2 separate regions of the Bos taurus genome follow, and region 1 is linked to region 2. The links are chromatin contacts, called in public Hi-C maps. All regions are on one chromosome and are shown on one strand. Each heading gives the region's core, a stretch centred on a gene start, on an enhancer-like site or on the middle of the called end of the contact. The rest is flanking DNA. Distances are from core to core; before and after follow the strand shown. Region 1 overlaps PTPRC (protein tyrosine phosphatase receptor type C). Region 2 holds the start of PTPRC (protein tyrosine phosphatase receptor type C).

What was found. Hi-C and Micro-C count contacts between places; a contact is called where the count stands out from the background.
Region 1: a Hi-C map of blood shows a contact between it and region 2, with 2.1 times the contacts expected there. The contact joins the enhancer-like site here to the promoter of PTPRC in region 2. A contact is called at or near these places in 3 of 11 Hi-C or Micro-C datasets (blood, liver and an unstated tissue).

The regions. Positions count from the first base shown.
Region 1 is chr16:77,587,156-77,594,071 of ARS-UCD2.0, forward strand. The region is part of intron 2 of PTPRC (protein tyrosine phosphatase receptor type C); the gene reads left to right. Among named protein-coding and RNA genes, the nearest start is that of PTPRC, 50 kb to the left of the region's middle. Within about 2 kb of position 1,321, at least 19 of the 102 cell types and tissues checked have an H3K27ac peak or open chromatin away from gene starts, as enhancers often do. A contact at or near this core is called in blood, where this site is marked.
Region 2 is chr16:77,538,763-77,546,208 of ARS-UCD2.0, forward strand. PTPRC (protein tyrosine phosphatase receptor type C) reads left to right here and starts at 1,841. Exons shown (of 30, transcript NM_001206523.1): 1 at 1,841-1,909; 2 at 1,991-2,106. The coding sequence starts at 2,034.

The DNA of each region.
Region 1 (6,916 bases), core at 71-2,570, 48 kb after region 2:
AATTTACTCACTCTGTGTGTTCACTTAATTCAATTTATTCAAACTGTCAGCATCCTTGTTTTCTCATTTAAGAAGCAAGAGTTCTAACACCCCACAGAGATATTCCAAAGAGAGTAGGTATTCCAAAAATGCTCCTTTTTACTTAAGAGAGAGGAAAATTTCCTGACGCACAAAGGCCCAAGAAACTGACCCAATGTGAATCTTCCTGAAAACACTCAGTAAAAATGATCTCATGACCATTTTCCAGGACTGATAATGTATGGGTGTTCATATGCTATTTAATATTTTATGTACCATTAACTATCTTCAGCTAAGACCTAAGGCAGTTGCAAAGACTGAAGGCGGAAAGAGAAGGGGGCAGCAGAGGATGAGATGGTTGGCTGGCATCACGGACTCAATGGACAGGAGCTTGAGCAAGCTCCAGGACACAGTGAAAGACAGGGAGCCTGAGTGCTGGAGTCCACGGGGTCTCAAAGAGTTGGACACGACTTGGCAGGTGAACAACAGCATCAGGGCAGTGGGTAGAAACACTCGGCATAGAAAATGGTTACTACCGGGCTGAAGCCGCTTGGTAATGTGGCTGAGAGACCAAAACGCACCTATACATCTCTGGCTTCTCAGGCGTGACCTTTCAGGAGACTTCAAGTGTGATATTGAGGAAGTCGCTGAACATATTTAGCTCAGAACATTTGCTTGCAAAGGGTGTGATGTGGTATGTCGTAGCGGGAGAGTAACATTCGTAGGTGATGATAAAGAACTCTGCACTTGGTGAAATGTCTTCACCTCTGCTCTCTTTGGTCATTTCATAACCTTAAGGTTAAAGGAGTGTGAATTCTATTTAAAAATAAGCACATCTGTCTTACTTTTTTCTTTGGAACCTGTTTTCTCTAAGCTGCATTATGTAACTAATGAATCCAATTTCACTGCGGGCCCGAGAGGGTGACTTTTTACTTTATTGAAGAGGAGCTTGGATTTAACTTTTTTTTTTCTCATTAAAATATGATCTGCAAACGCTTTTCCAAACGGAATGCTTCCAAGGGGGACAAACCGCCCTCCTAATTCCCAACCTTCTCCTTGAAACACCTTTTCATTGAAACAAAAACAAAGAGCTCTGAAACTCAGGGCTGCCGCACGAGCTCATTGTCTTATCAGCCGGCTTCGCCATCAACTAGAGAAGTTGTGGTTTAACCCCGGGCTGGGGCCGCTGCCGACGCTGCCATAGCAACGCGCTGCACCATTTGCAAAGGCTTGCGCGCTTAACCGCACGGCTACACCTCTTCCTTTCCTATAAAGACTCAGAATCAGAAAAACAGAAGTACCCTGGAGGAGGAGAAACCACAAGAGCAGAAAAGCCACCAAGGCTGCTCTTCGCTGTGCAAACAGCCTTCTGATGAGAAGAGCGTGTTGAGAACCTCTTCTGTTTGAAAGGGGAGCTTTTCCCATTAGGCCAGGTTCCTTTAATGATTTTGAAAGTCAATCAAGTGTTTCTGTTCGGAGTTTTCAGCAAGGGGAAATGAGAAGTTAGTAGCGCGTGTTATCAGACTCTGCTTTTATTTCCCTTCCCTTCTGGGCAGCCTCGGCAGACCTAGGGATCCTGTTTGCCAAAGGGGGGACAGGTTGGTTAGGCGGACTCGCTGCAACCTAGGGTCCTTCTCCTGTTTATTTGTTATTGTCTAGTACTCTTGCCTGGAAAATCCCATGGATGGAGGAGCCCGGAAGGCTGGAGTCCATGGGGTCGCTGAGGGTTGGACAGGACTGAGCGACTTCCCTTTCACTTTTCACTTTCATGCATTGGAGAAGGAAATGGCAACCCACTCCAGTGTTCTTGCCTGGAGAATCCCAGGGACGGGGGAGCCTGGTGGGCTGCCGTCTATGGGGTCGCACAGAGTCGGACACGACTGAAGCGACTTAGCAGCAGCAGCAGCAGCAGCAGCAGCAGTGTTTAGTTCACTAGAAGATAGTATTGTGTTGGCCAAAAAGTTCATTTGGGTTTTTACATAACCTCTTGGCCAACTCACTATAATTTAGATTTCACTCTTGGTTCCTTTTTAAAAAAAAGTCTCTGGATGCTAAGTCATGGAGCTTGACCCAGACCTGGATCAGTGCCCAGTCCTGCAGCCAGCGGTCAACCCCTGGCCCCAGGAAGCCCACCCACCACCCTCTCTCTCCTACATCCCACTTCTTTTAGGAGATGTAGGTTTGATCACAGACTTTTTTGCTTGTTTGTTTAGTTTTAAAGCATGCACATAATAAGAGTAAACCATTTTCAGGAATGTTTTATTTTTCCTTCCTCTAAGCTTTGTGTACAAATACTGAAGAATAAGGGATTCCCTGCTGGTTCAGTGGTAAAGAATCTGCCTTCAATTCAGGAGACATGGGTTCGATCTCTGGGTCAGGAAGATCCCCTGGATAAGGAAATGGCAACCCACTCTACTATTCTTGCCTAGGAAATCCCACAGAGGAGCCGGTAGGCTACAGTCCATAGGGTCACAAAGAGTCCGACAGTACTAAGTACACACACATACACACTTGGTTTTATTTATTTATTTTTATTGTAAAGATTGCATTTTTTATGTGGACCATTTTTAAAGCCTTTAATGAAGTTTACAACATGGCTTCTGTTTTATGTTTTGGTTGACTGTGAGGCGTGTGGGATCTTTAACTCCCTGACAGGAGATGGAACGCACACGCCCTGGAAGGTGAGGTCATAACCTCTGGACCACCAGGGATGTCCCTCAGCTTGGTTTTAGTTCTGTCAGGTCATCACAGTTCTGTTCACACCCTTCCTTGCCTTCCATTCGCCCCCATCATTTTTTGTTTGTTTGTTTCTAAGTAAGAAGCTACCTCTTTTATAGCTATCATTCAGCAATTTGCGCTTTTAAAAAATAAATTTCAGTGTGTGACTTACTCTGAATCCCGCTTTGATGGTTCACACATGGTATTTTACTCATCGTGGGTCTCTTTAGAGTAACTACTGGATTGAGTGTTAAATACGTTTCCCTTATGGCAGTGTGTAGTTGAATAAGCCTGGGACATTTTAGAATCATGCTGCTGCTGCTGCTAAGTTGCTTCAGTCATCTCCGACTCTGTGCGACCCCATAGACGGCAGCCCACCAGGGTCCCCCGTCCCCGGGATTCTCCAGGCAAGAACACTGGAACGGGTTGCCATGTCCTTCTCCAATGCATCAAAGTGAAAAGTGAAAGTGAAGTCGCTCAGTCGTGTCCAACTCTTAGCGACCCCATGATCTGCAGCCTACCAGGCTCCTCTGTCCATGGGATTTTCCAGGCAAGAGTACTGGAGTGGGGTGCCATTGCTTTCTCCATTTAGAATCATATCTGCATTTAAAACCAAATTCCTTCTGCTAGGAACTCTTTAGCCTTGCATGTATTTATTTATTGAGACGTCCTCTGTTAAAAGAGGACAATGCCACCTACTCCCTGGGGTTTCCGATGAGATGGTACTGGGAGATTTGTAGTAAGACCAGGCCACCGCCCTCCACCTGTTGGCATCTTCCGGCTTTCCAGAAGAAAACACAAGCACGGAGCTACTCAACCATCTTTAACAGCTGTTTTCTGTTGTCCTGCTGTTTGTTTTTCCTGAAGATTTTAGCCAGTATCTCTTGACCTCCTTTCCTGTTCTTGAAATGTTGCTTTTTAGTGCCCTTTCTTCTGTTCCTGGATACAATATTGTCTCATTTCTGAGAAGAATTATAGTTTTCAGGGGTCTGTCTGCTCCTTGCACGCTCTTGTTTCTCCCAGGTCTTTCTTCTGTTTATTTTGGTCTCTGTCGTTCCTAAAGATTTCAGTCTGTTTCTTGGAATCCCATTGTATCTAAGAATGAGGCTCCCCAAAAGGGATGTTGAAATTCTGTGGTAATTGATGGAGCTTATAAATCACGTTGCTGTTGTTCAGTTGCTAAGTCGTGTCTTATTCTTTTGTGGCTCCATGGACTGTAGTCTGCCGGACTCCTCTGTCTAAGGTATTTCCCAGGTAAGAATACCGGAGTGGGTTGCCATTTCCTTCTCCATGGGCTCTTCCTGACCCAGGGAGCGAACCCAGGTCTCCTACATTGGCAGGTGGATTCTTTACCACTGAGTCACCAATAAATCTCCGAGTCTTTCTAAATTGCATGAAATCAGAAAGGCATTAAAACTCACTGAGCCTTAGTTTTTTTTATCTGTCAAAAGAGCTCCATGTCAATAGATATTAAAATCCTGTGTTCCTTTACCAGTTGAAATATCTAAAATGATTTTCTGGTGGTAAGCAGCAACTGTTTTATTCATGGGACTTTAGACACTTAAAAAATGTAAGCAATGTTTTAATACAAATTCTGCATAAAAAATAGGAGAACTAGCATTAGACAGCCTTCTTCACGTCTGCCACTTGCTCGGTGTGCAACCGAATAATTTACTAAGCTCCTTTCAGTGTCAGTTTCATTCCCTATAAAATAGGAAAAATAATTGCTGACTCACTGACTTGCTGGCATGCTTAAGGGCAAAAACATGTAAAGAGGCTTGCAGAGTGTCTAATACACAGCTTTTTGGCAAATTGTTGCTCTAATTATTATATTTACTGAAGGAGGGAAGGAGAGACTACTTCCTATAATTTTCTGAAGTCTAGTCAATGCTTCGTCACTTGCGTGAAGACTTACTCCATAGATACGTAGTAATAGGATATATTTGTTGGATTTACTGTTTGTTGATCATATATTTAAAGAATAAGTTAAGGTAGAATCCTTTGATATTTGTTATTCTGTTTTAGTATTATCATGCCTTAGCAAGCAAGGAAAACCATACGTATCTCTTTTACTGGACCTGTATTTTTTCTGGGGGGGTCTTGACTTGCCTTTTCCATTTTTATATTGCTTTTATGTTTACAGAGGTCAGATGTGCATTTTTAACCTTCAAAACATGCAACTATTCATTGGAGGCTGATCCTGAAAACCGGCATTTATTTCATTTCTTCTGCTTCACCCCTCTGTCCTCGTACCTTTCTTAGATTTGCCAAACAAGACAGATTTAGATCCCTTTGGAAAGGGTGTTCCATTCCTTTTGAGGGAGTAGGGGGTTGGGGCAGTGGTGATGATACGAACAGCTGGTATTTAAAGCTCAAGTATGTCTTTTGAAATGTCATTTTCACTCAATTCATTCCTAGTTTTTGCTGAAATCTCTGGTGGGGGACTTAGGGGTGTGACTTCAAGGTAACTTTGATTTGCAATCAGTTAAACATTTTGAGTTGTAAAAGAAACATATTGGGAAAGGTAAATTCAGTAACAAGACATGTGTTAGAATAACACGGCTTTGAAGATCAAGTGGCCTGTTATCTCCATTTTCATCTGTTTAATGTACCTAGTCAGTTCCATGGCTGATTCACAGCAGCCGGATGGGAATGCTAGGAAAGGATTTGCAGATTTTTGGTGCTCTTCTGCCACCTACTGGAATACTTCTAAATAGTCCTTTGTCTAAATGGTGAAAACTAGTTCTTGCCATATATACATATTTTAAAGGGTAGGAAATGTTATTCCCAGAAGAGAAAAATCAAATTATAACATACAGAAACACTTGATATCTAATGGTGCTCTATTTTATTATATTTATTGGATATGATGTGTGTGTGGAACCCAAAAGACCGTTCAATGCAAAAAAAAAAAAAAATTGAAAAATCTTGATACCTTCCCTTGACTGTCACATCTAAGCATATACCCTCATAATTCCTACTGCCATTTCACACATTTTTCTTCACCTGTTTTCCAGACCTTCTCCGTATGGTTCATATAAGTTTGACACCTATTGTAATGCTATTTGTATTAGCACAACCTCCTAATATTAAATAGCTTTCTACGGAGCTCAATGGTGAAGAATTCTCCTGCCAATGCAGGAGATGCAAGAGATGCAGGTCAATCCCTGGGTTGGGAAGATCCCTTGGGGGAGGAAATAGCAACTCTCTCTAGTATTATTGCCTGGAGAATCCCATGGACAGTGGAGCCTGGCGGGCTACAGTCCATGAGGCCACAAAGAGTTGGACACGACTGAATGGGCACATACATATAGCATTAAATAGGTAGCTGTCATACATAAGTTAGTAAGTGCTTTAGGCAGATATTTTATTTGCTTTTCCAGGTCTGTTTGATTCCACTAACAGTAGGTGGTTGCTTCCTAATCATACACAAACTTGGGTATAAAGAGAGCTGCCTGCCTACATCCCACAACACAGGGAACCGCACGAGCTTCGTTGGCCAATCAGACCCCTCAGTGGCCAAATGCACTGACCAGATGGCTAAGTGGTGACATAGTTGAATATCTCACACCACCCTTTTCATCAGGTCTTCTTGTTTAGTGAAAAGGATTCAGCAGAGTCCCTTCAGCCTGTGATTTTGCTAACATTCTGATGCATGAAATGCAACAGACACTTGAAATCACTGTTTACATAATTTTGGAAGAATTGCCAATTAGGATGGGACGTCAACAAACCATACAGACATTTGGTAGTTTAGTCTCCTCTCAATATTGACACAATTTCAACCTTCCTCTACTTTATCATGTTTTTGTTCGTTGTAGTTTTTGTTTGTTTTTGGCGTCACCTCGGGGCTTATGGGATCTTAGCTCCCCCCTGCCAGGGACTGAGCCCTCAGCAGTGAAAGCGTGGAGTCCTAACCACTGGACCACCAGGGAATTTCTATCCTCTCTTTATCTCACGTGGGGAGATAACCTCCACACAAGTATCTGTTGTGTACATTTATGGAACAGTCATCAGAGGACTTTTGAGCGTGGATATGTCCTCTAGAGGGGCTTCCCTGGTGGCTCTGTGGTAAAGAATCCACCTGCAATGCAGGACACCTGGGTTTGATCCCTGGGTCCAGAAGATCCCCTGGAGGAGGGCATGGCAACCCACTCCACTGCTCTTGCCTGCAGAATCC
Region 2 (7,446 bases), core at 591-3,090:
AACTCCTAAACAATAGTGCTGACATGCACGGACACTTAATTTAAAAACGCGTTTGTAAAAAGAGAATAGTATCATCTGTATGCCATCAATTTCTATCTTTCTGAGATTAAAAATTAGAAAAGTACAAAGTAAAAAAGATTGGAGAAGGAGATGAGAAAATGAAAAAAAAATAGTGAAGCAAATAAGGAAAGTAAGATGAAACTTGAGGTTGGGTTCAAAACGTAGCTTGCTTACATCCCAGCTGTGAGACTTCAGACAAATCACCTAAGCTCTCTGAACTTTACAGATAAGATGAAGAATTATGTATCTCTTTATCTCCAAGTTTGTTGTACAAATTGTATTATATGATTAAAGGGCTAAGCATTTTCCTGGATGTGCTAAGAGTACAGTAGTGTTAGCTACTATAACAACCATCATTTAAAATCATAATAATAACAAGAATCTCATTAGAATGTTACTTACTAATCAGAAATTAAGGGGTGGAATTATTTTCATTTGTACCAAGTGGGAGGGTATGTACAAATTGGGTTCTGAAGTTCCTAGCAGCTAAAGTAAGAGAAAAACAAATAAGTATGCAAACATCAAAAGGTTTATACACAACAACATTGGAATCCTGCTCAAGCACTTCCTAGCCAGATCATTGCAAGGGCTCTGTCTGCAGGTCCCTTCCGCCTGATCTGTAGTTCAGAGCATGATGCCTGGTCTATGTGTGCAGTAGGGGATTTTATTAATGCATGCCTGCAGGTTCTGTGATGATGAGACCAGTTCACTCCATTGTATCGCTGACTTCTTAAAAAATGTCTGTTATTTATCGGTTTATCTGACTTTGCTGGGTCCTCATTGCGGCACAGGGGTTCTTTTGTTGCAGAGTGCAGGATGTTTCAGTTGCAGCACTTGGGGTCTAGTTCCCTGACCAGGGATTGAACGCGGGCCCCCTGCGTTGGGAGCTCGGAGTCTTAGCCACTGAACCACCAGGGCAGTCCTGTACTGCTGATGTCATAGAGGCTTCCTTCTCGCACGCATTTTCCTAATTAATGGACTTACTGAGAACACCATCAAAATCACAAAGGATGTTGTGTATTTATTTGCAGTCATTTAATCAGAAAGGTTGAGATAGTATGACTGAGGGGGAATAAAAGGTTAACTTTTGTAAAAAAACAGCTATTGATTGAATGTCTCTTTTTTCCCTCATCAGCAACACCAAGAATATCTCAGGTCACAGAGGCTCTCCTTTATTGAAGCATGATTTACTGCAGGAGAAGTGAGTTTCTGATTCCATTCCCAGCCCTGAAAGAATATCTGTGAAAGATTTGGGGCAAGCTATTAAGCTTTCTGAAAGTGCTTTGCATAGAGAGTGGCTGGATACTCGAACTGTCATATTGCTGGGTTCTGAATGCCCTAATGGTACAAGATTCTGGTTGTTGAAAATAACCAGAGAGGTAGTTGCTTTTTCATTCATTTGGTCATTTTAAGACAAATACAGTTTTTTTTTTTCTTCATTAATTCAATTAGCATATCATCTTGCCAGTCCTTATTTTTGTTATACCCATGCTGACTGTTTTATCATTGTTTAGGTAAGAATGTTATGGATTTTTGAGGGTGGGGCATGTCATTTTCTAGTTATCGTGAATACTTCATGGGAGTATTGTTTGGATATGAAAAATGCATCTTTCTCGGGGAAAATCTTTTGAGAGGCCTAGTAACTCAGTCTAATTACTTAAAGTAAGGAAGTAAGAGGCCTTGGCAGTGACTTTGAACAACTTTCTTGACTTCCTGCAAAGAGGACCCTTTGCAGCCCTTTTGGAGAAGTTAGTAAAACCGAATCTGACATCACTGCCTCGCAGCAAGTGGTTTGCTCTCAGGGCAGCAGGAGGAAATCGCCCCTGTCTGATAAGACACCAGTTCAAGAGTACGTATTCACTTCTTTCCTTCTTGATTCGGCCTTACAGAGAAACATTGGTTCGGAGATAACCATTATTTTGCCTTTCAGAAGGACGCATGCTGTCTCTCAGGAGTTTGGCTGATTTCCAGATATGACCATGTATCTGTGGCTTAAACTTCTGGCATTCGGCTTTGCCTTCCTGGACATCGCAGTGTTTGTTGCAGGTAAGCACAAGGAAATTCATATTTCCTTAGTTATTTGTGTGTGTGTGTGTGTAAGGACATTGGTTTGAAATAGACATAAAAGCAAGTGAAGTGTTGGTGACTGGAGGTGAGGAAGCCCGCTGTAAAACGATCAAGGTCATTGTCCCTCGGAGAGACATGGCTCCCTGGGGCACAGAACACATTGTTTCTGTTTAAAAAGGCATACATGTTTGGCCCCGAAAATCACAATTCCAAAGGCAAACATTGTCTATCTGTGTCTTGGTTTACAAACTGTTCAAGGATATTACAACAGCAGTGTTGAAAGTCTGAAGATATCTGAATGACCAAAAAACTAAATTTTGGTCTTTTTAACAAAAACTGCATTTGTAAAAATGATAATATGGCTTTGTTTGCACACAAACCACTCATTTTTTTTCGGACCGGGGGTTTGCTTCCTCAAATTTTGATTATGGCCAAAATATTTTATTGAATACTTAATTGTATGGTACTTAAAAAAAAAAAAAAAAGCAAATTTGGATATGGAATTAAAGAGTAACTTTTTGCAAAATTTTTATCACAAAATGTATTTTAAATCAAGGTTTTTGTTCCTTATAATCCTTTGAATGATTATTTCCTCTGAATACTCTCGCGGGGCCACCGCCCTTCCTGGGTGCTGGGTAAATCTTACAGCCTTGACGAGATAAAAATACTTAAACTCTTAAGAATCATGCAAATGATGCATTCTATAGGAAAATGTAACTGACCGGAGCTCCTGCATCTATTCAGCTTTAAGATCTGTGCACACTTCTGGTCCACTTAGTGGACATTTCTCGAACAGTTCCAGTGTGGGTCATGAGTACATTTTGGTTGATATTTAGTATGACTTCTTATGGTGGAGGATCGAAAAGCTTTATTTAAAAATTGTTATTAAAAGGATATTTGAAATGGTACTTTTGCAGATTTCTAAATAAGTTAAAAAAATGGGAAACATATTTTAAAAAATCTTGCTTATTGTAATTCACTTTGAAATGCCTTTTTAAAAATTTTCCACCACTCTCCTTTTCTCTAAAAGATAGGACAGAAGTTCTCTTCTGAACATGTTACACTGTTAATTTAGATTCTGTGAAACTAAAGACAGTAGAAAGCAGTGTGTATATACATAAATATTTTTTCTTTAACTGCAAAAATGGATTAAATATTTTTTATGTAGGTATAGCATTTTGCCTTAGTACACAAAATGTTTATTAAGTTACCATTCCTATGAAGCTGGTTATCACAATTAAAGTATTATAAGAAATAATAATTTTTATAAGGTAATATGTGTATTATCACGTCAGAGTAAATTTCCATTAAAATTCTCACTCAGAAACGGTTGCACAACTTTCTAAATGGGATATTTTGTAGGCCATAGAACAAACTACAATAAAAATTTCAACTTCGCCTACTAAGGCTTTTTACTCTAAGAAACATCTTTGAATCTATATTCAACACAAGAGTATAAAATGATCTAGAAACCTTTAAACAAATTTTGCTGAATAATTTGTACCATAGATAAATGGATAGGTATACAAAGATTTATTTTGAAAGACCAAGTTTAACCTGAACTGCTCAGAGAAACCCTGAAGGCAAACGTTTTTCTAGTCTTCCTGTAACATATACTCGTTTTTTGGGAAAAAAAATATAGATACAATTATCTAGGTGTGCAAATCTTGTTTATCATACTTTGAAGTCCCAAGAGAGATTTAATGATTCACTGCATAATTTGGGAAATTATTAGTTCTTTCAATGATATATTTTATTTTATTAGCAAGCTGTGAGCTGGAGTATATGTTTTATTTGAAGGTGTTAAATTGAGTTTAATGTTTATAAGAAATATTAGACATAAAATTTATATTGTGCATTCTAAACACATAAAGAAATAGAGCCAAATGGAGAGAGACATCAATGGATAAATGGATGCACAACTTGGATATGTTATTTAATCTCTAAAATACAAATGTTGGCAAAGTTCAGCTTTCCCAGAGCAGTCACAATGCTGGGTTGAGTTTTACATAAAAGTCAGTAATCTCTTTGCTCTGTGCCTCTTTGCTGAGATAACAGGAAACCAACATTTTGTTTAAATTTTCTAAATAATTTGGGGGGAGAGAGATGGTTTCAAGAATGCAGGTAGAGATGAGTGATCTCTGGCTTGAACAAAGTATGGCCAGGTTACAGCTTTGTACCGTCACAGCTATGAATGCAGGAGTTATGTGAGTTATGAGTCATAACGGTTAAGAGTTGTTTCCTGGACATAGTTTTTCATTTTTCCATCGACAAAAAATAAACAGCTTATGTTACAAATGTGTACTGGGCCTTGCACACTTGCGGGAGTTCAGTCTAACTGAATGGAATTCGATTGGCAATCCTATTAAGGTCTAAATGCCATGTAGAGATCTGGGGGTGTGGGGATGAAGATGTGCTGATTTTTTGGAAAGTATTTTTCCTAATACACATCTGCCTGGGATCCTTATTGTTGCTAGAATATGAAACGTGTTTGGTGAGGGAAAGGTAAGGTGAGGTTAGGGGTCTGCTTTCCTTTTCCACCCTTGCTCCACGGACTGAGCGCAGGGTCAGCGCACTCAGTACTGAGCTAGGTCCTTGCTGTATCCTGGGTTACATGGTGTCCTTTTGATAGTTAACCTCTGTAAGAATATAGATGCTTCTACATGCTCACACACACACACACACATGAACAGGCTAGTTATAATGTGTGGGCTATATATATGTTAGTTACTTCATTACACATACAAACACATATATGAGTATATATTGGTTTCTCACCTGCCTACTGCTTCTCTTATTTGTCTGCTTTTAAACATTGTGGTTCTACAGGCCTCAGTCTTCGGCCAGTTTTACTCTCATTTCTAAACCCAGAGTTCCTTACCATCACCTGCTATGCACTAATGGTCCTTATTCTGTCTCCAGACTCGCCCCTTACACGGGTGAACCTGCCTCCTTGCCTAAATGGAATCTTGTTTCATTGCCTTGCGTTTTTGCAAAAGAGAAAGTCTGAAATATGTACATTTAAATGGTCCCCAAGTCTTATCACTTTACTTGATAAAGATCTCTAAAATCTTTCCCCTCTTCATCTCCATTGCCATCCCTTTAATTCATGTCTTTATCACTTTTCACACTCAGTATTGTAACGATCTCCTCATTTGTCCATTTCTTTTCATAGCCTACAGCTTTAAAAATATAAAATGAAAGAGGAAAACACCCTCCGACATCTTCTCATCGCCTTGGTTTACATTCTAAACTCACTGCCGGGGCACTGCTCAGGGAGATGGGAGCTGGGATATTTTTTCCTTTTGAGATGGACTAAAATAGAGCAAGCAGGAGGCAGTTTCAGCACCCCGCTTCTCTCCACTTGCTCCAGGCCTTTAAGGTGCTGTACAAATCCTGTCTCCCCTCTAAGTTCTCTGTCATCACTCTTCCCACAGAATGTCTCCACCGTGATCCTACACATTTTATCACGCTTGCTTGTATAAAAAACGAAGCGGTGTTTCACATACCGTTTCAGTTTGTTGCTCTTGGCATTACTCTTTACCAACCAGCGCGTGCTTGCTGGTGTGACTCACAGGAAAGCGGGAACCACCTTTTTGGTCTCATCTGTGCTTGATTTCTTCCCAGGTGCTGAAACAGTAATGGGCGTTTTTTATTTTTGGGGGGTGGGGAGCATACCTGCAGATTATAATAGTATAGAAATGAGGCGGGGGTGGGGGGAGGAGATGAGAAAAAAGCAAAGACAGAAAGAGGAGAAATATAAGATGAAAAAACTAGCTAGAGGCCAAGTGGAAGGATGGAGGCTGTTGGATAAAATGAACAATTTTATCAAGATTAGATAAAATCATTTTAGATCTAAATCTTTACAGGCGTTGCCCCTCTCCCCATTTCCTTCTTTCATATCATTTTACCTTTTACCTGGGAAGAGCCTCTAATTTCTTAAAAATGCAATGTTCAAGAATATTGTTGCTAAATTTTTCTTGACTTGCTGTTTTGGACATTCTTGTTAGAGCCATTTTGTTTGACGGACCAGTTTTGTTCTTCAAATCCAGATGTCCTTGGGGCAAAAAGTAAGAATTAGGAAGGGAGGGACTCACGTGGCAGGGGTACAAGACACCCGGGGCTTGTCCAGCCTTCCCTCGGACCAGTGTGGGCGGCACTTGACCTAGATCCCTGGGGCCGTATCCAAGGGCAGATGGAAGACAGCTCACCCTGTCAGCCTCACCGTCTGTGCACAGCAAGCCTGGAGGAGTCTGAGCATCCCTTCTTCCTAAATAATGTGACACTGAATTTCAGTCTGAGCAGGTGAAGAGCAGAGATTTGTAGTCAGGTTGATTAAATTTGTTACTGAAAGTCCAGCGTGAACATTGCAAGGTTTTGTTTTCAGACCCTGTGTACGTAAGGCAGTGGTGCAGAGAAAGACATTCGTCCTCAGGGCAGTTCTCTGGTCATTTTCAGTCATCTTCTACGTTTATGAGAATTGTTAGGAGAGAAGACAATGGAATTTAACCTAACCTCAGTTTAAACTTAATTTAATCTTGTCTAAATAGTTTTTTTCATTATAAGGCGCCCAACCACATCAAAGCTGCCTAACACTAAAGAATTAATGCTATGACGTTTACAAGCATAAAGATATTAGTAGTAGTCTTATAAGCAATGAGGATTTACTATATAGCACAGGGTACTACATTCAATATCTTGTAATAACTTATAATGGAAAATAATCTGAAAAAAAATCACTGAATCACTTTGCTGAATCACCTGAAACTAAAACAATATTATAAATCAACTGTACTTCAATTTAAAAAAAAGATAGTAGTCTTATGGAAGGATAAAGAAAAAAATATTGCAGGCTATTCATTTAAAAATACCATATAATATCTATTTCTACATAGTTCTGAAACACATGGAAGTAAATATAGAAATTATTAGATTTTTTGTACACAGCTAACCCAACCAATATTTAGATTAGAAAATGTTTAATTATTTCCCAAAATCTTTAATATGCATTCCTTTAACCGTTAACTATATACATCAATATATTACTTAAATTTCAGTCTCTCAAGAGTTTGGGGAATGGCTCTTATAAGCAGAATATTATGTGTTCAGATATAACAACAGAAACAAGAAAAAATAAAGAAACGAAAAGCTTCCTACTCTTTCAGCTGGGACAAACATAAGTAAACAGAAAGTCAGTGAAGTACTCGAGAACTGTTCATGTCCCATCACTGTATCTTCCGCTGATTCATTTTTGAAAAGATAACCAGGAAGATTATCAATGCTTTTATTAGGTTCTTTACTGATGACCCAAACTGAAGC